Regions from separate parts of the Sus scrofa genome. Here region 2 is linked to region 1. A link is a contact called in public Hi-C data. All regions are on one chromosome and are shown on one strand. Each heading gives the region's core, a stretch centred on a gene start, on an enhancer-like site or on the middle of the called end of the contact. The rest is flanking DNA. Distances are from core to core; before and after follow the strand shown. Region 1 has its middle 62 kb from the start of TMEM242. Region 2 overlaps ARID1B (AT-rich interactive domain-containing protein 1B).

Evidence for each region. A called contact is a pair of places that touch in the nucleus more often than the background predicts.
Region 2: a Hi-C map of subcutaneous adipose tissue shows a contact between it and region 1, with 2.2 times the contacts expected there. The contact joins two enhancer-like sites. A contact is called at or near these places in 16 of 47 Hi-C or Micro-C datasets (alveolar macrophages, blood, embryonic fibroblasts and 12 more).

What each region holds. Positions count from the first base shown.
Region 1 is chr1:9,727,940-9,732,699 of Sscrofa11.1, reverse strand. No RefSeq gene overlaps it. Among named protein-coding and RNA genes, the nearest start is that of TMEM242, 62 kb to the right of the region's middle. Within about 2 kb of position 2,274, at least 21 of the 83 cell types and tissues checked have an H3K27ac peak or open chromatin away from gene starts, as enhancers often do. A contact at or near this core is called in retroperitoneal adipose tissue and subcutaneous adipose tissue, where this site is marked.
Region 2 is chr1:9,872,012-9,876,771 of Sscrofa11.1, reverse strand. It overlaps ARID1B (AT-rich interactive domain-containing protein 1B), which reads left to right. Exons shown (of 21, transcript XM_021071898.1): 7 at 3,235-3,414. Among named protein-coding and RNA genes, the nearest start is that of TMEM242, 210 kb to the right of the region's middle. Within about 2 kb of position 2,136, at least 6 of the 83 cell types and tissues checked have an H3K27ac peak or open chromatin away from gene starts, as enhancers often do. A contact at or near this core is called in retroperitoneal adipose tissue and subcutaneous adipose tissue, where this site is marked.

The sequences.
Region 1 (4,760 bases), core at 1,025-3,524:
AACAAAAAAAGACAAAAGACAAAAAAAAAAAAAAGAAGAAAACCTCAGTGCCCAGGTGCGGCCCAGACTAATTAAATCAGGATATCTGGGCCAAGGCCCGGGCATCAGCATTTTCCAAACGTCCCAGTGATTCTACCCAAGAATTCCACCCAGCAGCCACATTTGAGAGCCAGCGGCCTGGTCTGATTTAAGGCGAGAAAAGCCTGGGTTGACATCCTCCGCCCCCTGCTGGCCACGTGGCTTCGGATACGTCACCTGGAGTCTGAGAGCCTCAGTGACCCACCTGTGAGGTGGGGTCACTCTGCCTCCACAGGCGCACGAGCGATGCCGGGAGTGTGCGTGTGAAAGAGCCGAGGTGCAGGTGGTGCCTGACAAAGGGAGATGCTCTGATCTGCAATTTCGGAGACTGAGGCGGGAGCCTGGGGTGCACCTGTGTCCACCTGGAAACTGACGAATGTCGCAGGTTCCCCTGAGCTCTAACAGTGGCGCCTGCAGTCAGAAGGGCTGTGTCAGGTGGTCCCCAATCACCGCGAAAGGAGACTCCTAAATGAGTTTTGTCTTTGCCCCAGTAATTCCAGAAACATCTGAGTAATAAAATCAGAGCCTGCCAGCTACCAGACTCCCCTCCCCCCAGCCCTGCCCTGCCTCACGGCACCATCCTCATTCTGCAGGCTTGCCTTTCAACCTCTTGCCTTCTTTGTCACCAGCTCTTTCATGTCGCCATGTCCCAGCTGAACGGGCAGGGCCTGGCAGTGACCAGTCGAGGTCATGTCTCCTGGCTGTGAGGCTCTTGGGCCCCAAGGAAGATTTGAGGACCATCTGGAACAGGGGTCCGGAGCTTGGCCCTGTTGACCTTTGAGGTGCCTAGTTTACTTCCGGGGGCTGTCCTGTGCTTCCTGGGCTGCTCAGCAGTAGCTCTGGCCTCCATCCACTAGGTGCCAGCAGCAAACCCCCAAGTCACCACAATCAGACGTTGCCAAATGTCCCCCACACCCACACCGCTCCCAGAGAACCACCGAGCTGGAGGCCCATCCTTCCCAGCCCAGATGCAGAAAGGAAGAATGTTCCTTTGTGTGTCCACGTGCTTTTGTTTTTTGTTTCTGGAATTTAGTCACAGGCGAGAGGAGAGCTGCTCTAAAAGGGCAGAAGTGTTTCGGGAGAAAGGGGGCGGGCGTGGGAGGCTCCTCAAAAAGAGAAACCCAAGCCCTGAAGCCCCTGGCCCGGCAGCCAGGCAAGACCTTACCTGCCCAGCTGACAGAGGGCGAGGGCAGTGCCAGCCTTGGGGACAGGTGTCCATGACGTGACTGCTCCTCAGAGGTCCCCAGAAAGAGCCCTGGCTGGCCCCGGGCCTCCCAGATGCGTGTGCAGCTGCCACCTTCGTGGTGAGCTGCTCTGCGGGTCGTTGAGCGGGACAGCAGGTCACAGAGGTCCTGGGAGGGCACGGTTCCTATTTGGAGAAAGATGATACATCCATGTGCACACACGCAGGGCACGCTGGGTTAACACGGCTACTGACAGCAGCTGGGACTTCAGGTTTTCTTTCACTTATCAGTTTTCTCAGTTTTGTACCTTGAGCACTGTAGTTACTGGCCAGGGTGGGGGAAAAGCCACTCGAAAAAGTGGAGACAAGGCAAAGACTTGGGAAGGGGCTCGTAAAACCAAATCGCAAGAAACACCGCCAGAGTCACAGCGGCAGTGAGGGAGGGCCCTGCTCGCGATGGGGTGAGGGCGCCCCCAGGGCTGTCCCGGGAGGGGGCTGGAGAGGGAGCCTGCAAATAAGGGACCGGGGCGCGCGGGGTTGGACCGGGTCCGGGTGCGGCTGGGAGTCTGGTCCTGAAGACGCAGACAGTGCAGGTCGTTGATGACCGCGTCCAGCCCAGCAGTCCGGGCCTGGGGCAGGGTTTGGGGGGCGCGCGGGACCACGTGGCCACGGCCACGGCTCTGGGACGCGGGGCTCAGAGATGTGCCGCGTGGGCGCGAGCCCCGGTGCCTCGGGGTCTAGGGAGTGGAGGCGGCAGGAAGAAAGAGAGCGGCGTTCGGGGACCGAGCAAGCGAGGCTCGGGGACCGGGCTGGGCGCCCGCCTGAGGCTAAAACGAACCTGCGCCTCAGTCACCGTGTCCCTAGATGACGGTCGCGGCTCTGCCGCCCCACCCTGAGTAGGCCAGACCTGGCCACCGGGAGGGCCGAGCCCCGCACCCTGGCCTCTCGACGGCGCCGGGCTGCCCCTGCAGCTTGTCCCGGAGACCGGCCCGGCACAGACCGCGATGCGCCGTGGTCACCGAGCTCCGTCGCCCTCTGCTGGAAGAAGCGTGAAGTGCAGCCTCAGGGCGGCCCCGCCGTCCCATCCAGCCGGAAATAACGCCGAGGGATTGAGGACACAAATGTGGGAAGACTGGAAAGGGGCGCCTGGTGGGAGTGGAGACTGATCGTAGAGGGAGGGGGCCTTCGGGGAGCATCAGGGGAGAGCGGGAGAGGCTGACTTCTGCGTCCTACAGGGTCCCCGAGGTGGGCACATTTGCCCAGCATCTGCTGCGTGCAGGTTGCCGGGGTCGGCACGTGGAGAGGGACAGCCAGGCAAACAGTGGGATGGGGACCGGTTGCACGTGGCTTCGGGAGAAAGGACAATTAAAGAGCGGGCTTTGCGTCGGCTCGGAGATGTGGTGCAAACGAGAGAGTCGTATCCATTTCCTGCGGCGGCGGCTGGGAACAAAGGAATTATTCTCCCAGAGATTTACTCTGGCGGCTGGCAGTCCAGAATCCAGGTGTCAGGAGGGTCGTGCTCCCCCTGAAGGCTCGGGGCGGTGGGGGGGGGGGGGAGAATCTGTCCTGAGCTTTTCTCTTAGGCTCTAGTGTCCTTTCTCTTGGGCTCTGGGGCTCCCTGAAGTCCTTGCCATCCCTGGACTTGTACACAAGTCACTTTTAATCTCTGCAGCCCTGTGAGGCCACACGGCCATCTTTTCTCATATGTTGGTGTCTCTTCTCTTCGTAAAAGGACACCGGTCCTATTTGATTATACCTACAAAGTCCCTATTTCCAAATAAAGTCACCTTCCCAGGTACTGGGGTTAGGGGTGGGACGTATCTTTTAGAGTGTACACGATTCAACCCCTGTCACGCCTGTGGGGTGAGCAGGAAGGGCCAGAGGGGAGCTTGGGCTTCAGAGGCAGAGACAAATGGCGAGCTCCTGATGCTCTAATCTAATCTGAGTGGTTCCTGGCAGGCAGGAGCCTGGCTGGAGACAGGCTTCAGGAGGTGGGGCTGGGATTCTGGGGAGGAAGTCAGGGCGCTTCTACTTTCCCGCCTGGAGACTGGACTTGAGGGCTGCTTGCGTGTTTAGATCAGCCAGTGCACAGTAGGCAGTGGTTTTTTAGTCTCAACATTTTAGAAAAAGCTCCATTTTTTTCTAGTTAGAGAGTAAGTCATGGTCCCTGAAGAAAAAAAAAGAAAATCAGTCCGGAAGAGTATAAAGATTTTAAAAATCACTGGAACCTCACACCCAGCCTGTATATAGATGTATATATCTAACAGCCGTGGTGACGCTGTTCACGGTGAGAATAATGCCACAGAGCCAACCTTTCTGCTGTGACTTTTTGCCAGCACTTTATAAATTTAGTTTTGTTGATTCTTTTTTTTTTTTTTTTTTTTTTTTGTCTCTTTGCCTTTTCTAGGGCCGCTCTTGCAGCATGTGGAGATTCCCAGGCTCGGGGTCAAATTAGAGCTGTAGCTGCTGACCTACGCCAGAGCCACAGCAACGCAGGATCTGAGCTGTGTCTGTGACCTACACCACAGCTCACAGCAACGCTGGATCCTTAACCCACTGAGCAAGGCCAGGGATCAAACCCGCAACCTCATTGTTCCTAGTCAGATTCATTAACCACTGCGCCACGATGGGAACTCCTAGTTTTGTAGATTCTTTTTAGGAAGGCTATTCTTCCTTCAAAATTTGACCCACAATTAGGATCGATTAGAATCCATGCTGCCTCTGCAAGTGGCAGGTGCTTTGCTCGTGTGGCCAGGAGGATGAGGAAAGTTCCCGAGGTCAGCCCAGGGGGGCTTGGGGAGAAGCAGGAGACCCAACCAAGGTCAATAACGGTCACCCCCAGAAGAACCAGCCTGTGGGAAGGATGGGAGTCACACTTGGAGTGCAAAGGCCCAGAGGAGAAGGAATATTCCCTGCTAGCTAAGAATATTCCCCAAGTTTAAAAAAATATCTGTTAAGATTTAGGTGAAGGGGAGTTTCTGTTGTGGTACACAGTAACAAACCCAATAACATCCATGAGGATGCGGGTTCGATCCCTGGCCCAGTCAGTGGGTTAAGGATCTGGCATTGCCATGAGCTGTGGTGTAGGTTGCAGACATGGCTCGGATCCTGCATTGCTGTGGCTGTGGCGTAGGCCAATGGCTGCAGCTCTGATTTGACCCCAAGCCTGGGAACCTCCATGTGCCATGGGTGCAGCCCTGGAAAAAAAATTTTTTTTTAAAGCAAAAAGCAAAAAAAAAAAAAAAAAGATTTAGGCAAGGTATTTCTGGCAGTCACTACTCAAATTTACAATGTTTACAAACTGCTTTCCCTTGAAAAGTTCTCAGTTGTGAGAAGCCAGGATTACAGCAGCCCAGGGTCTTTCACAGAAACAGAAATTTTAAAACGTGTCAGTGCATGAAATCTTTTGTGTTGAATTTATCACAGAACTCCAGGTCAGGACTTCAGATGACTCCTGAAATAAGAAAGGGACAATGAGAAGATTTCAGGGGTATTTATT
Region 2 (4,760 bases), core at 887-3,386, 140 kb before region 1:
GGATATATGTCCTTTTAACCTTTTGTAATTTGTAGAAAGTTACACATATTTATTTATTTTTATTTTATTTATTATTTTTTAATGATTTTTATTTTTTCCATTGTAGTTGGCTTATAGTGTTCTGTCCGTTTTCTACTGTACAGCAAAATGACTCAGTCACACACACACACATACACATTTTTTTCTCACATTACTCTCCATCATGCTCCATCACAAGTGACTAGATACAGTTCCCAGTGCTCTACAGCAGGATCTCACGGCTTATCCACTTGGATCCCACATATTTAAATAACAAACAAATGTAGAAAGAAAAACTAGCTTGTTCATTCTAGTTGGAAACTACATCCGCATGTGAGATATTCAGGAGCTAAAAGATACAGCAGTTTATGGACCAGAAAATTACCATCCTCATGTCCTTGAGTGTCATATTTCTCGTTGCAGACCCTCTCACGTGCTGTCTCGGTTGACTCTACAACAGCCTCATCTGCATTTAAGATGAGGAAACTGGAGTTCTCATTGCGGCACAGTGGACACAAATCTGACTAGTATCCATGAGGATGCCAGTTCAATCCCTGGCCCCGCCCAGCGGGTTGGGGATCTGGCGTTGCTGTGAGCTGTGGTGTAGGTCGCAGACATGGCTTGGATCCTGTGTTGCTTTGGCTGTGGTGCAGGCCGGCAACTGGACCTCCAGTTCGACCCCTAGCCTGGGAACTTCCATATGCCACAGGTGTGGCCCTAAAAAGCAAGAAAAAAAAAAAAAAAGATGGGGAAACTCAGTCTCAGACAAATGATGACTCACCTAAGGGGTCACACAGCTCCTTTGATGAGTACACACGCTACAGTTTATCCATGTACCCGTCTGTCTCCCCTCCTAGATTCTGAGCTAGCGACAGGAACAAGGCTGTGATCTAGGCCTTCTACTCCCAGCTGACTGCCAGTAGATGATTATAGCTCAGAAGAGTCAGGGAAATTATGTCACCTCCTTTCATTGTCTTGGGAAATACATGGAAAAGGATGAGTCTCACCAAAAATATAAAACAAGATTTCAGGAACCTCTTCTTGTAAGTGGTGCTATTGCAAAACCGTACAGAGAGGAAAAAATTATCTTTCCGATCCTAATTTCTATGGAAGGAGATGGATTCCATGCTCCATAAAACCTTATCTCTAAGTTGTGGATGGACTCTGATTCCATTTGGATTAGCTTTAACACACTACCTCTTCTGGAGCCTTGTCTCAGACTTGATTTTCTGCAAAATTCCAGTGATGAGTGAGATAGTTCAAGTGGATCATGGTCGCTGGGTGGGGGGAGTTTGTGGGGGGGGGGTGTGTGTTTAAGGACTGAGTAAAAAGTTAGAAATAAAGAAACAACTTGTTGAGATAAGAATCCTCAGAAGTCATTTGAACAAACCTTAAGCCTATATATACACACACACTAAGTGTCTCAGAGCAGCAATAACTTAAGGATGTGCTGTATCATCAGAGGTTCTAAGTCCTTCACATGGACACTTTCATGGTTGAAGTTGAAATTTGATGCTAAAAAAAAGGACGCGTTTTGTTTTCCTTAAACTAATGAAAAAGAAAACAGTCATTCTCCAAAAGAAAGAAGAAAAACTTACACAATCTGCGTGGAATTTCAACATGTTTTTTATTAAACAGGACTCTACGTGAAACTCTTGAGAATTTTATAGTAAGGCTTAGATAAATATTTCATGTTACATCTTAAGATGGAATCATTTATAGTAATTTTAGCGCTCTGATTTCTGTTTGTTTTCAGATTTGAAAAAGCAAACATTTTCTGTGATGATTTATATCTGGGAGCTGCCAATTGAGCCCAATTTCACAAGACTTATCTTTATAAATAAATGAAGTAGGCTAATAAGGAACAGCTCTACTTAGTTGTATTTTATGTCTATCTCTTTAGACAGAAGCCGTGTTGGAAGTTTTTTTTTTCTTTCCTTACTGAAATGTAAATCACGGCCTTTGTAAACACCCTTCTTGACTTAACCCCCTAAATTTAAGCTGACCTGGGATCCTCGGGAGACCCTCTCTGGAAGCTGCTGCTCTCGGTCCCCCTGTGGAGGAGGCCGAAACCTGCCCGCCCGCGCTCTCCCTGTGCCAGAGCCCTCAGCCGACAACCATGAACTCTCACCGACTCCAACTCCCGGGTTCTGGGAGCTGTTCTTCACACTGCCCTGTATCAGTTTGCTGACTTGCTGATTTGTCTGTGTCTTGATTTGGGGTATTCTTTGTCTAAACGCGTATTCGCCCTTCTTCTCTGAACCACTGTTGATGGGGCTGGACCTTGACCTTAGAGTCCTTTGCCATTTAAAGACGCATTTGCTTTCTCCATTTGGACGACTACCTGCCAGCCCCTCCTCTGCTGTGCTCAGCGCTCGGGGAGCACAGGGGAGTTTAAGGCTCGTTCATTCCGCCCGTGGATGCTGAGGCTGCCTCGGGCCCTGACGATGCAGCGGGGAGCGTGGCGTGATCCGCGCCTTCATGGGGCTTACGCTTCAGTGTGGGCGACAGAGGTTGAGTTGAATCAGAAATAAAGTACGATGACTGCAGCTTATGAAACGTACAGTGGGGAAGAGAGTGAGGGCGGGGAGTGGCGCAGGCAGGGAGGGCGGCCCAAGGGAGCGGGAGAGGAATCTCAGGGAGGGAACAGGAGAGGGCGGAGTTGGGGAGAAGAAGGCAGAGTGGGTTTGGCCTTCTTCGGACCCTGCTGGTTCACAGCTCACCCCTAAGGGACAGTCGGTGTCAGGTGGTGAGGCTGCAGCATGGTAACAGCCAGGGTGATCAGAGGGGAGAAAAGCAGGTTTGGCCTGGGGAGTGCCGGGTGCAGGCCTGGGCCTGGGAGAAGGCTGGGGTGTGTGCGGGCCGGGGCCTCACAGCCCAGACAGCGGGAAGTGGGCAGAGGCCCGAGGGTGCACAGCCTGTCTGGCCCGCAGGACGGAGCTTGAGAGTGCGTACGCTTAGCCGCCCTTCCTCCCTCCCGCCTTCCCCTCGTTCAAGTGCACAATCCGTCTGGGTTCCCAGGAACTCCGATGAAAGAGCCTCCAGGCTCAGGACTAGGGTAGCCCAGGGGCCCTGTCACGTCCTCCGTCTCGGGTTGGAGATGTCTCAGATGTTCTTTACGAGAATCCTGCCAGCCTCCTCACATCCCCCTCCCACACAACTCCGTGTCCACTTTTGTCACCTGCATTTATGTATTTCCCTTTATTTCCCACGTAGGTTTTATGGCAGGCACACAAAGAAACCCTCAGATGTCTCAGTATGGAGCTCAGCAGACAGGACCATCCATGTCGCCTCATCCTTCTCCTGGAGGCCAGATGCATCCCGGAATCAGTAGCTTTCAGCAGAGTAACTCAAGTGGGACTTACGGTCCACAGATGAGCCAGTATGGACCACAAGGTAAAAACGTTCCTACAAAATGCATTGCAGTAGGTTGTAGAAATTTTAATATCTTGGTCCTTCAAGACCTTAATATGATAAACGTCTTTTAAGATCCCGTTATTTGTTTCCTGGCGCATTTGTGAGGTTAATGCAACCCCACGGTCCTTCGTTGCCCATGGTGATGGGAAGAATAATTATAGCAGCTATTCATTAAGCATTCATGCAGCAGACACTGCGGTAAGTGCTCTTCATACGTGTGTTATTAATAATAAAGGAGCGACTCCTTGTTTCCGTGATGTAGCCCTAATTGCTTGTTGAGAAAACAACACAGGCCTCGTCCTCAAAAAGTTGCTGATCTAAAACTGAGGTTGCTTTCTGTTGAGTTCTGATTCCCCTCCTTCTCCGCAATTATCTTCGTAACAACACGCTCCCTCCTCAGAAGGACCTCAGCCCATCCTCTCCTCGTCGGTCTCCAGAGTGCTCTGTCGGGTAAACAGTAGTTCTGGTTTTCACCGTCATTACCGGTTTTACTCTCAGAAGACAAGTCAGAGCCTGAAATGAGCATGTCTTTCAAAAAGGAAGATAAGGCAACAGGAGAAAAATTAGTGGCACCAGGCCCCAAATGCACCGTTTACACTCGGCCTTCCTGGGCGTTGATGTCTGTTTTGTCTTCCGCGTGCAGCATCCTCCTTTCGGGGTTCTTAACCTGATAGATACACATATTCTTCTAAGTCACTTTTGGCAGCAAGGCATTCGAATTTTAGCACCTTCTTTATATTTTGTTTATTTAAATTAGACATTAATGGATAATTTAGAGAGAATGAGCTCATCTGGCACAATTCCCAGAGTTTCCTCATTTCTGAAAATACCAGGAATATTCCAAGTGAAGATGACGCCTGCTAGGAAACTGTAGTAAAACCGTCACTGCCTCCACAGCAAAGCCAGGTCCCCGGACTAAATAACGCCCTCATGGTCCTGCGAGCACTTGCATCTGCCCGCAAAACGTGCAGTGCTGAGGCCCTTTGAGGCTCGCCAGCCATCCGGTGAGACCCTGCAAGGCCAGCGGCTCCTCTGAGGAGGTCGGGCACCTTCTCAGCTTTTCATCTGGTGTTTCTCAGAAACGCTTTCTCTACTTCACCGTTTACAAGCCGTCTTGTTTTCTGAAGATCTCTTTCCAAAGAATTTGAAGCACCTCAGTACTGTCAGTTTACCACCGTCACCTTGCCTCTGGTGTTTTACAGTCCAAGTATTTCTGTTACTGGGAAAACTGAGTTACAATGCCCAAAACCAACGTTTCCCGTGGCCCCTTCCTGCCTCGGTCCGGGTGCCTGTGGTCAGAGTGGATGATCCGCTCCGTTCCGCGT